Regions from separate parts of the Sus scrofa genome. Here region 1 is linked to region 2. Evidence: chromatin contacts called from public HiChIP or PLAC-seq data. All regions are on one chromosome and are shown on one strand. The core of a region is the stretch at or near the end of the contact, and the rest is flanking DNA. Distances in the headings are between cores, read along the strand shown. Region 1 holds the start of GEMIN8 (gem nuclear organelle associated protein 8). Region 2 holds the start of GPM6B (neuronal membrane glycoprotein M6-b).

Region 1 (4,793 bases), core at 674-3,173, 88 kb before region 2:
GCAAACTGAGGTGTGTAGACCCACAAGGTAGGTGGAATGTGATTCCCTGGTCTTGTGGGTCTACTTGACAACTCTGGACACCTTCCACCCAAAAAGAGAGTATATACACACAAACTCACAATACTATATATAGCCTATAACTCCTGGGACTCCAGTAACTACCTGAAACCCATCCAACTCTGAGCCTGCTTTGTTCTGCTTTCTCCAGAGGCCCCCTGAGGTCTTCCTCTCTGGTATTTTACCCCGCTTCCTCCCCCCCCCTTCATGTGGTTTCTTCCCTCTGGCAGGGATTCCACCAGAACCAAAACTGACTTATCAGCTTCCATCCATACCTGACTTTTCCCAGAAGATACCACATCCCTGCTATTCCCCCCTCCCCCCAACCCTTCTATCCACAGAGATCTTATTTCCTCCCACAATCACTTTCTGAACAATGGAGGACAGACCTTGTTTAAAAAAAAAAAAAACAACCCTCAATATAAACGCATTTTCTGGCCCTTGTTCTGCTGTATTTTCTGCATTCCGCTTACCACGGTATACAATTATATAATTTATTGTCTGTGCTAATTACTATTGTCCAACAGACATATATAATTATATAATGCATGCCCCATATAGAATGTTTAATGTTCTTGTAGCCACATTTATAAAGTAAAAAGAAAAAGGTAAAATTAATTTTTATACAAAATACGGTTTTTGGCCTATGGAAGTTCCTGGGCAAGGAACTGAACCACCACCACAGCAGCAACCCAAGCCACTGTGCCTCAAGAGAACTCCCAATTTGTATATTTTATCCAACCTAAACAGTCCTTCCTTAACATGTTGTCACTATTTAAAAATGAGATCTAGTCTTTTTCTCAAACGAATTCTATAATATCCACTGTGTAATATACCCTTACAGCCCGCCTCAATTCAGACTACATTTCAAGCTATCCACTCATGTTAGGAATCTAAGTTGTTTTCACTCTCCACTTTTTTTTTTTTTTCATGTTTCTTGGCATTTTTTTCAGTTACCTGCATCTTTTTTTTTTTTTTTTTTTTTTTTTGGTCAAATAGAAATTTGTTCACAAAGTTTCCATAACTCTATTTGGTTTCGTTTCTATTTATAGTTTCCTTTTTTTTAATTAGTGTATTCAGTATAATAACTTTATTTTCCACTTTTTCAAATAATTCTGCAATGAGCATCCGGTTTACGTCTTTTTCTTCCTTGGAATAAATTCTCAGAAGTGAACATTCTAGTATAAAAATATGCCCCCTTTTAGGGCTTTTGCAGCATTTTGCCAAATTGCCCCAGAAAGGATGTGCCAGTCTTTGAGTGGAGTATGCTTAGTTATTAATGATCCTCTGCGACGCTAACAGAACAGGTATTGCTGATAATGACTGTGATTTTTAAAAATGCTAATAAGCACTAATTTATGTTTATCAGGCACCAGCCACTCTGCACTATTAGTCACCTCTACGGGGCGAGAACCTGCGGCTTAAGGAAGTTAATAAACTAAGGGCTAGAAGTGGACTCAAACTCTGATCTGGGTGACTATTTTCAATGGCTGGGCGTCTCTCCCTGGGGCCACGAACACCCTCCCTTTTAGTTGAAAAGGGAAAGGCTAAGTAAACACCAGGGAACGAAGGTGAGAAAACTGAGAGAAGGGCGAAAAGCTAAAAGCCGCGGAACTGCTGCGGGGACCGCAGCCGCGCAGAAACGACCCTCACCTTCCCGCCTTAACGCCCGACCCCAGCACAGGGGAGGGTCTACAGCCGCGCGCCTCAATCTGGAGGCGAAACCCTACACCGGCGATCCCGACGCCCCGCCCCAAGGGGAGGAGCTTCATTCCCAGCCAGTTCCCCGGCGTGGCGCGGAACGCGGCGAGGACGTGACGTTGACATCGAGGGGCGGGACTTCCGGCGCTGCGCGGCGCGTCACCCTTACCGGAAGCCCACGTGTAGTCGCCCCGGCAACAGCCTCTCCTGCTCCCCGCATCCTCAGTTTCCCACCGGAAGTAGGTCCCTGCTCGCCCACCGCCCAGGATCCTCAACTTACGCGCCCTCGAGGTGACTTCGGGGGCGGCTGGGTTTCATTTGGGGAATGAAGGAGGGTCTTGCAGGCTTCTGAGCCTGGCTTTCTCTGAGGCCAGGAGAGCTGAGGGCTTGGCCGTCACGTTGTCGTCATTATCATCCTGAGGCAAGAGGTGGACACAGGCCCATGAGATCCCTAAATCGTTGGTTAATTGTGAGAAGGAACTGGTTCCAGAGCCTCTTGGCTCTGCCATGCACGAAAATCACTGGATGACTTAAATGCGCAGTTAAGTTAAATTTGAATTGCGCGAAGTGGGGCTCAGGCATTGGTAATTTTATTAAAGCTACCCAGGCGATTTTAATGTGCCGGGAAATGCTACGTTACACTGTCTGGAAAGTGAAATCAGACTTTGCCCACCCAGACCTGTATCAGAAGATCGCCCCGGTCAGCTTCATCCTTAGAGGGATGTCCAGAATATTGGCCCCATCTACTCAAAAATTGTTGTTTTCTTTCCCCTTGCACGTTGACCTCTGTGGGAGGTCAGAGGTTTTGATGGAAGTCATCTGGAGAGCATTTGGCCACCTGTGGTCCTCTCTGCACCTTACTTGTGGTGGAGAGTGTCCTTTCCCACTTTTCTTTCTTAGTAGTTAGGTGGAGTTGAACCAGTAGCCAACAAAGTACCTTTTAGCTCTGAAACCCTGAGAGTCCCTTAGAACAAATCAGAAGTTTCTGAAGAATTTTATTTCTTTCAGGAATGATTTTTAAAGTTGTTTCACAGGCTAGGTTCTGTATTCAGCTGTTTTGGACCTTAAGTCAGAACATTACCTGAAAGTCTCAAGATTAGTAACACAAGTAACGTTTCTGCAGTTACTTACTTTCAGCGTTCCCATGAATTGTGGAGTGGCAGTAATCTTTAAAAGTACAGTTGATACTAATGTAGTTTATAGGAATAACAGTCTCTTTGGGGTGGCACTGTGAACAGAAACCATGTATTTTAAAAGACTGTTGGCTAGTAAGTAACTTTGGATAGGCATAGCTGAAGGCAAGTTTACAGTAAGGTGTACAGATCTTCTCTGTGTTTGTGGCTGTCTTGGAAAAGGATATAAACTAAAGCTCCAGAGAGAATTTTCATTCTAAAAGTGTTTTACAGATGGTGAAGGATTATTTTGGTTTTTAGGATGCCACATTTAAGGATAGGATGGGATGATAAGGATAGATAGGGAGGGAAAAATGAACAAATAACCAAAGAGTAGAGGTCGGAGAATTCACGAAATAGTTGTGTTACTGTTGGAACTCCAGTTGGCCCTTCATTCTGCATTACTGGGTACGAAGGGCCGACTGTCCCCCATTTTGTGTAACTGACCTAGCATCTGCGGAATTTGGTATTGGCAGGGATCCTGGAACCAGTTCCCCACAGTCACTGAGGGACTTCTGTATTTCTCTACAATAGGAAATCCAGCTACAGAACTGTGAAAAAAATGAACGAGTGAAAGAAGAGCATAACTGTTTTTGATCAAAGGTCAGATGATTTGAAAATATCTTTAAAAACATATTCATGTATTTAAATGTCTGCTCTCTGAAGAGATTTGGAGCATTATAGTCAGAGTTATTTGAGTTACTAGCTAGCCAGTGATTTTAGGGAAGGTAGAGGTCGGAGGAGAGTGTTAACAGAAAACAACAATCCCCATAGCATCTGAGGGCAGGAAATATTAGCTGTGATTTTTTTGTGTGTGCTGGAAAGCAAATAGGAAATTTAAAAGGAATAGATGACAGAATCCATGCCTACAGGTAATTGATGTAATACCCAAATGGCAGGGACATAGTGAGTGCCGTTTAAATTTATAAAAGAGAGATTAACGTGGAATTACCCTGTATGTGTTTACGGAAGTAAAATTTGAAAGAATACTCCTGACATCCGCTGGCGATTTTAACCACTTAAAACTAGTCATGGTTTGGGCTGATATGCTCATAACTTGTATTACCTGCCGCCTACCCAATCCTTATTCCTTTATAGTCACACTAGGTTTTGCTGTTGGAAGAATATCCTTGCAATGAAGGGAACTTAACTTTTTCCTCATTGTATAATTAGTACGTCTTCCTGATTTGTGTTGTATTATTAGTACGTCTTTCTCAATTATCCCAGTCTTCAGCTATCCTATTGCCTATTGTGTTTGTGAGTCAGGGGGTAACTTTGTTTTAAGGTGTCCTCATATTTCACTTCTGATTCTTATGTTAGTCACATGGGGATTTGGTGAACTTGCAAATAAATCCATTCACAAATCCATCACCCTTGCTGACACATTAAACAATGCCCTTCTGTGGGTGGAATATTATTGGTATTAAAAAGAATTGTTAACTATACCCTTTCAACCTTGTTTGTGACATTGCTTCTTATTGCACCATCCACAAGAGTAAGTTGGGGCTTGGTGTTGCCGGAATGAGAAGGAAATAAAGCTCAGCTTTTGGCCTCCCTCGCCCATCTGCTTTAACTGTTACAGACGGAGAGGTGCAGGCCTTCTGAACACAGTAGCCCGTGCACTTGTGGGAGGCCTCTGCCAGGTTGGGAAGATGGAGCTTGGGCCGCTGAGGGTGGAAAAAGGCCATTCAGACTCAAGCCACCTTCGACGTCCAAATCACTAAGCAGGGACCATGCCAAGCCACAGGAGGGAGCCCCTGAGGGCAGCGAGCCGGATGAACTTGCCAACCTTGCGTGGGAGCTAGGGGTGATGGCGGGAAGCAGTGCTCTCCAAAACACCTCATTTTCTCATTTATCTTAGCT
Region 2 (5,212 bases), core at 825-3,324:
GAAGGCTGTCCTGTGCATTGTAGGATGTTTAGCAGCATCCTGGGCCCCCACCATCCAGAAGCCAGTAGCACCCCCTCCCCAGGTGTGACAAACTAAAACTGTCTCCACACATTGTCAAATGTCTCCCAGGGCTGAGAGCACCATCAATGATAACTTATGCAACTATTTTCCTTTTGTCAAACACTTGTTGCTTCCTTTCTTGTTTTTATTGTCTGATTTGATATTCCATCGTGGTCTGTGATAAACATCTTTTGACATTAATTTTGACTGACTCCGTCATTATTTACTTAGGAGAGTCCCAGAAGCGGCTTATTAGGCCAGAGTCTATGAATATTTTTAAGTCTCTTGATAACATCCTGCCAAATATTTTTCCAGAAAGGCTCTACCAATTTATTCATCCACCTGCAAGGTAGTCTTGCTTTGTTTTTAAAAGGTTTTAGTTACCTAATATGAGAAAACTGGTTTTTATTTGAAAATAGTATTTCCTTGACTAACAGTCAAATATGCATATTAGCTCTCTTCTGCACCCCATGACTAGTAGCCTTGCTCATTTCCCAACTGCTCTTTTGTTTTCCTACAGGGTTTTAGGGACAAAAATTTCAACTGCTTGTTGAAATCAGCTGATGACATTTCCTAAGTGAGTAAAAGTTTCTATTAAAATGTGGCTTTCCTTGGACATTGTGTACATAATTGCTATAACTTGGTTTTTTATCACAGCATCCCACTGTGAGTAACCCCAATATTTGGACAGCCGTTATTTCTTTTCTTTGGTTAAAAAACAAACAAAAAAAAACAACCCCAAAAAACAAAGCAAAACAAAAAACCCCGAGACTTCTAGGGAATGAGAGAAAGTGGACCAAAGGGTTTACTTTCATTCATTGCAGTGCACAAAACCTTAGACTTCTTGATTCCACCGCGGCTCAGTGAAGTTCTTTCTTGCCAAAATAGTATTTCAGATTGTGTGCTCGAGTCTCATTCTGTGGTTTTCACTGTCTCCTAGGAGCCTCCTAAGATGTAGGGACCAACCCAACCCAAGGCTCTTCTCTAAATCAAGACTTAAATGAACTCCTCCTTGTCTTCACCCACTGGCAGGTGATCACAGTTGCTGTCAATTGCAGTTGGATTTCTGCGCACACACGCGTTTGGGGCCTCGCTCAAATGGATTACATTTCCGTAACAGGAGGACAAAAAGTTAAACCTGTGAGCTCCCTGCTGTTTTATTACTGCATGAAGATTGGTTAGGAATGACTGTTCCCGTGGGATTGTGAATATGAGCCCGTGATCTGCCTAGCACAAATCTCTGTCCTTTTATGCAAAATATTATTAGGCTTTCTAGAGCTTTGCCTTGATAAAAATCTTTCCTAATCCAATAAATTTCAATAGATGAAATGTTTGCCTCCTCCACCCTTTCCCAGTCCTAAAGCCTCTTTCTTTTGGCTTAAATGCCCTGTAAGTGTACTATCTACTGTTACTGTTTATGTAACCCTCTGTTCAAGTAACACGATGTATTTTCAAAACAATGAAGAAGCACAACTATCAGGGGAGGAAGTTTGGGCTCAGAAATGTCTCAGAGAGCCTTAGAGAAAAACTGTAGGGATCTCGGAGCTTTTCTAATACCTTTGGAGACAGGAAAATTCTTCTCTAAGGAGACAGAAGGAATTTAAGCTCCAGACACTGTTAAACCATTAATTCACTTAGAGGCTCAAGCGGGGCCTGAGCAGCAGGAGAAGCGGTGGCCGGGGCGGGTCTGCAGAGGCTCCCAGAGCCTGCCAGGGGTGGGCTTCCAGGGATCTAGGGCAGATTATGGACGCCACCAAATCTGTCACCACCCCAGATGGGAGAGTGTCGCTCGTGCTCTTCGAAGTCATCTGTTACCCACAAGTAACTCAAGTCAGTGTTGGCAACCTTGACCACACATTGGAATCACCTGGGGAGTTTCTGAGGCACGGATGCCTGGGTCCCACCTGCTGAGGCCCTGATGAAATCGGAGTTTTAAACGCTCCCCAGCTGATTCTAATGTGCAACAGGGGTGAAGATCCACTGAATTAAGTAGCTCCCGGAGCGCCCGTGTGAGCAGTAGGATCCAGAACTGTAGACTGCAGCACAACTCCCAGACACTAGGTATCCTTGAGTCAGTGTCTCGGGCCTCAGTGTCTTTATCTGCACAATGGGTGATGACTAGGACTGCAAAGACACCCCCAGCTGTAACAGTTCTCTGGGACGCGGATGGGTGCCTCTGAGCTCTTGGAAGCCCGCGCCCCTCTCTCCCCATCCCCCCCGTCGGCTTTTCCGGTTTCCGCGCCCCTCGGTGCTCGCCCGGGGGTCCCAGAGGAAGCCAACAGCCTAGCCGCCGCCTCGGCGCGCCCGCTGCCCGGTTGGGGCCCGGCTGCGGGCGCACAAAGCCCCCGGCGCTGACGTCAGGGCCCCTCTCGGCGCGGCCGGCCCCCAGTGCAGGCGGAGCCGCGCCGCGCTCCCACCCCGGCCCGCAGCGAAGACCAGCCGCCAGCCCGGCAGCCCAGCGCAGCCCGCCCGCCCGCGCACGTGCCCGCCGGACCTGCAAACTTGTGCCACCGGCTCTGCCCGTCCCCAGGGAGCCCGAGCGTCCGCGGCCCTCGCCCCTCCCGCCCGTCTCCAGCCATGGGTAAGCCGGCGTGCTGGCCCCGCGCCACGGCCACCGCCACGGCCTCGCGACCCCGCCCCGCCCCCGCTCAGGTGGGGCCTCCTGGGGGCGCCTTGGCCACCCGGCCCGGGGCTCCGTGGGGGGGTAGGGGTGGGAGGGGCGCGGCGCAGGTGTCCCGAACGCCCAGGTGCGCGTCCCCGCCCTATTCCGTGGACGTCTCCACCCTAGCGGCGCTCCCGCTGCTCCCGAGGGCGTGAGGCTCGCTGGAGGGGGAGAGCTGGACCCCCGAGAGTGGCACTTGGGGGAGCGGACGGAGCGTCCGGGGTTGCGGGCTCCTGCTTTCTTTTCGGGGGGGTGGTGGAGGTGGGAGAGAGTAGCTTCTTGTCCTTTTCCTGGGACGGTGTCCTGTCGCCCGAGCGCCCAGCTCCGACTCCGATCCGGTCCCACCCTGTCGGGGTCCTGTTCGCTTTAAATCCACCTGAAACAAACGCCCATTCCCCAGGCCTGGGATCTTCCGAGAGTTCATTTGGGAACCGTGACCCTTGAAACCAGGAAGGTGGGAGGGGAGATGGGACAGAGTGTGAGTCTCTTTGTCCACCGATCCAACTATCAAAATGCGGACCTGGGCGCAGGTGGAAACGTTGTGCTCCGCGGGTTCTGGGGCAGTTGGGGGATCGACTAGCCACGGTGAAGAAGCCGAGCCCTGGTGATTGAAAATCTCCCACCTGGCTCGGGGCGGCTATTAGGCGGTTGTAGGATTCTGTCACCTCCTGACACCCCCGAAATACTATCGTCAGCAACATGTCGTGAAACGGGGACGCCGTATCTCTTGGAAAACTCATAAAGAGTGCGATGGAAATCCGTCCAATTCCATTGCACCCCTGGAAATGTGCCTGGGAACGGGTTTTCTCTCCCTGCTCTATTATCTTTCTCTAGTGGCAGACAGACTCCAGCCACAAAAGCCACAAAGACCGTGGGGAGCCCCTCCAAAGCATTCCTAATGAGGGAGTCAGTGGATTTAACCCTTGAGGGCCGCTGGGGGTTGGGGGAGGGGGCTTAAGGAATTGAGCCCCCAGCCCCCTACCCCATCCTGCATTCCCTCTGCTATTGAGTGGGTGGGGGAGGAGGCAGTCTTGTGCCTATTAAGATTTTGGTGAGGGTTAGTAAGGAGGGCACATTATTTCGCGTTTAAAAGGAAGCTCAAAGAATTTGAGAGTTAAACCTTTTTGTCTTTTTTCAACAAAAGTACTAGGTGATCAAAATATGAAAGGACATAAGGCCTCCGAATCCAACTGGACAGTTGGTTACCAAAGACTTGGGGGTGAGCTAGGCTAAGATCCTTCTAGAAAGGGCAGAATTGCATGACCTCTCCTAGGTCCTGCTTTGCTTAATGCCCCCCACTGAGGAGTCTCCGCCTGTAACCATTTCGGCGTTGCTTGGCACAGGAATATTGAACTTACACAGAAGTGCAGGCTTGGGGAAAGCATTAACTGATTTTCCTGAAATAAACTTATTTCTGGTTTTTTAACACTAGGCATTCAGCTTTGTACTGGTGAGAAATTGAGTGTTGAATTACCAGTTGGGGTTCTTCTTCCCTACGGCCTTGATAATACCCTGGGCTTAATTGGGGGTGGGCTTTATTTTTAAGTAGGTGTGGAAGTTAGATGCGGTTCTCATGAAGCAAATGCCCAAACCAGAGGTCTGTTCTCAAGGAAGTACTTTGTGTCTTGGACAATTGTTGCTTCTACACTTCAGTTGCCAATTTATGTTAATTTGTGCATACCTCACTGGTTCTGGCAGTATCCTTGGTTTTAGTTTTTAGTTTTTACATTAAAAAAAAAAAAAAAGACTTCCCTTCATGCCAGAAAGGAAACATACTGATTTCCTTTAGTAGATTCTTAGTAAATACACCACAGGGCCACGAACTGGTTTTATTTTTCCAGATGTATTTAATTACCGAACAAACGTACCCTCATGAAGGTTTTAATTGAAATGATGTAACCTTGGGAAAATTCTGATCATTCGTCCATTGGCTGGAGCTTCGGTTCTTAAACAAGGCACTTCCTTAATGTGGTATCAGTTAATTTACTGGTAGAGTGGGTGTGATTTGTGGAAATAACAAGCCCCTTTTGGAGTTCCCGTCGTGGTTCATTGGAAACCCCGAATCTGGCTAGTATCCATGAGGACGCAGGTTCGATCCCTGGCCTTGCTCAGTGGTTAACGTGAGCTGTGGTGTAGGTCACAGACGTGGCTCGGATCTGATGTGACTGTGGTGTAGGCCATTGGCTACAACTCCAATTTGACCCCTAGCCTGGGAACCTCCATATGCCACAGGTGCGGCCCTAAAAAGACCAAAAATAAAACCCCTTTAAACCCAAATTGTAAGGTATTCAAAATCTTTGACAAAATTAAGTGTGGTGCATGCAGTTTATCTTTCAGTGCATCCAAAACAAAAAACATGTTTTTAAAAATTGTTGAGCCAATTGATTTTAATGGCTCTGTTGAGATAGAATTTACATACCGTGCAGTTCAGACACTGAAGTGTACAAAGTCAGGGATTTTTTTTTTTTTTTAGTATATTCAGTTGCGCAG

Evidence for each region. HiChIP or PLAC-seq counts read pairs in DNA pulled down with a chosen protein or histone mark.
Region 1: an H3K27ac HiChIP or PLAC-seq map of alveolar macrophages shows a contact between it and region 2. The contact joins the promoter of GEMIN8 here to the promoter of GPM6B in region 2. A contact is called at or near these places in 4 of 47 Hi-C or Micro-C datasets (brain, embryonic fibroblasts, heart right ventricle and 1 more) and 1 of 2 datasets of contacts at active chromatin or transcription factors (alveolar macrophages).

Annotation. Positions count from the first base shown.
Region 1 is chrX:10,668,317-10,673,109 of Sscrofa11.1, reverse strand. It overlaps GEMIN8 (gem nuclear organelle associated protein 8), which reads left to right and starts at 1,923. Exons shown (of 5, transcript NM_001244865.1): 1 at 1,923-2,049; 2 at 3,465-3,533.
Region 2 is chrX:10,579,630-10,584,841 of Sscrofa11.1, reverse strand. GPM6B (neuronal membrane glycoprotein M6-b) reads left to right here and starts at 2,074. Exons shown (of 7, transcript XM_005673444.3): 1 at 2,074-2,641. The coding sequence starts at 2,638.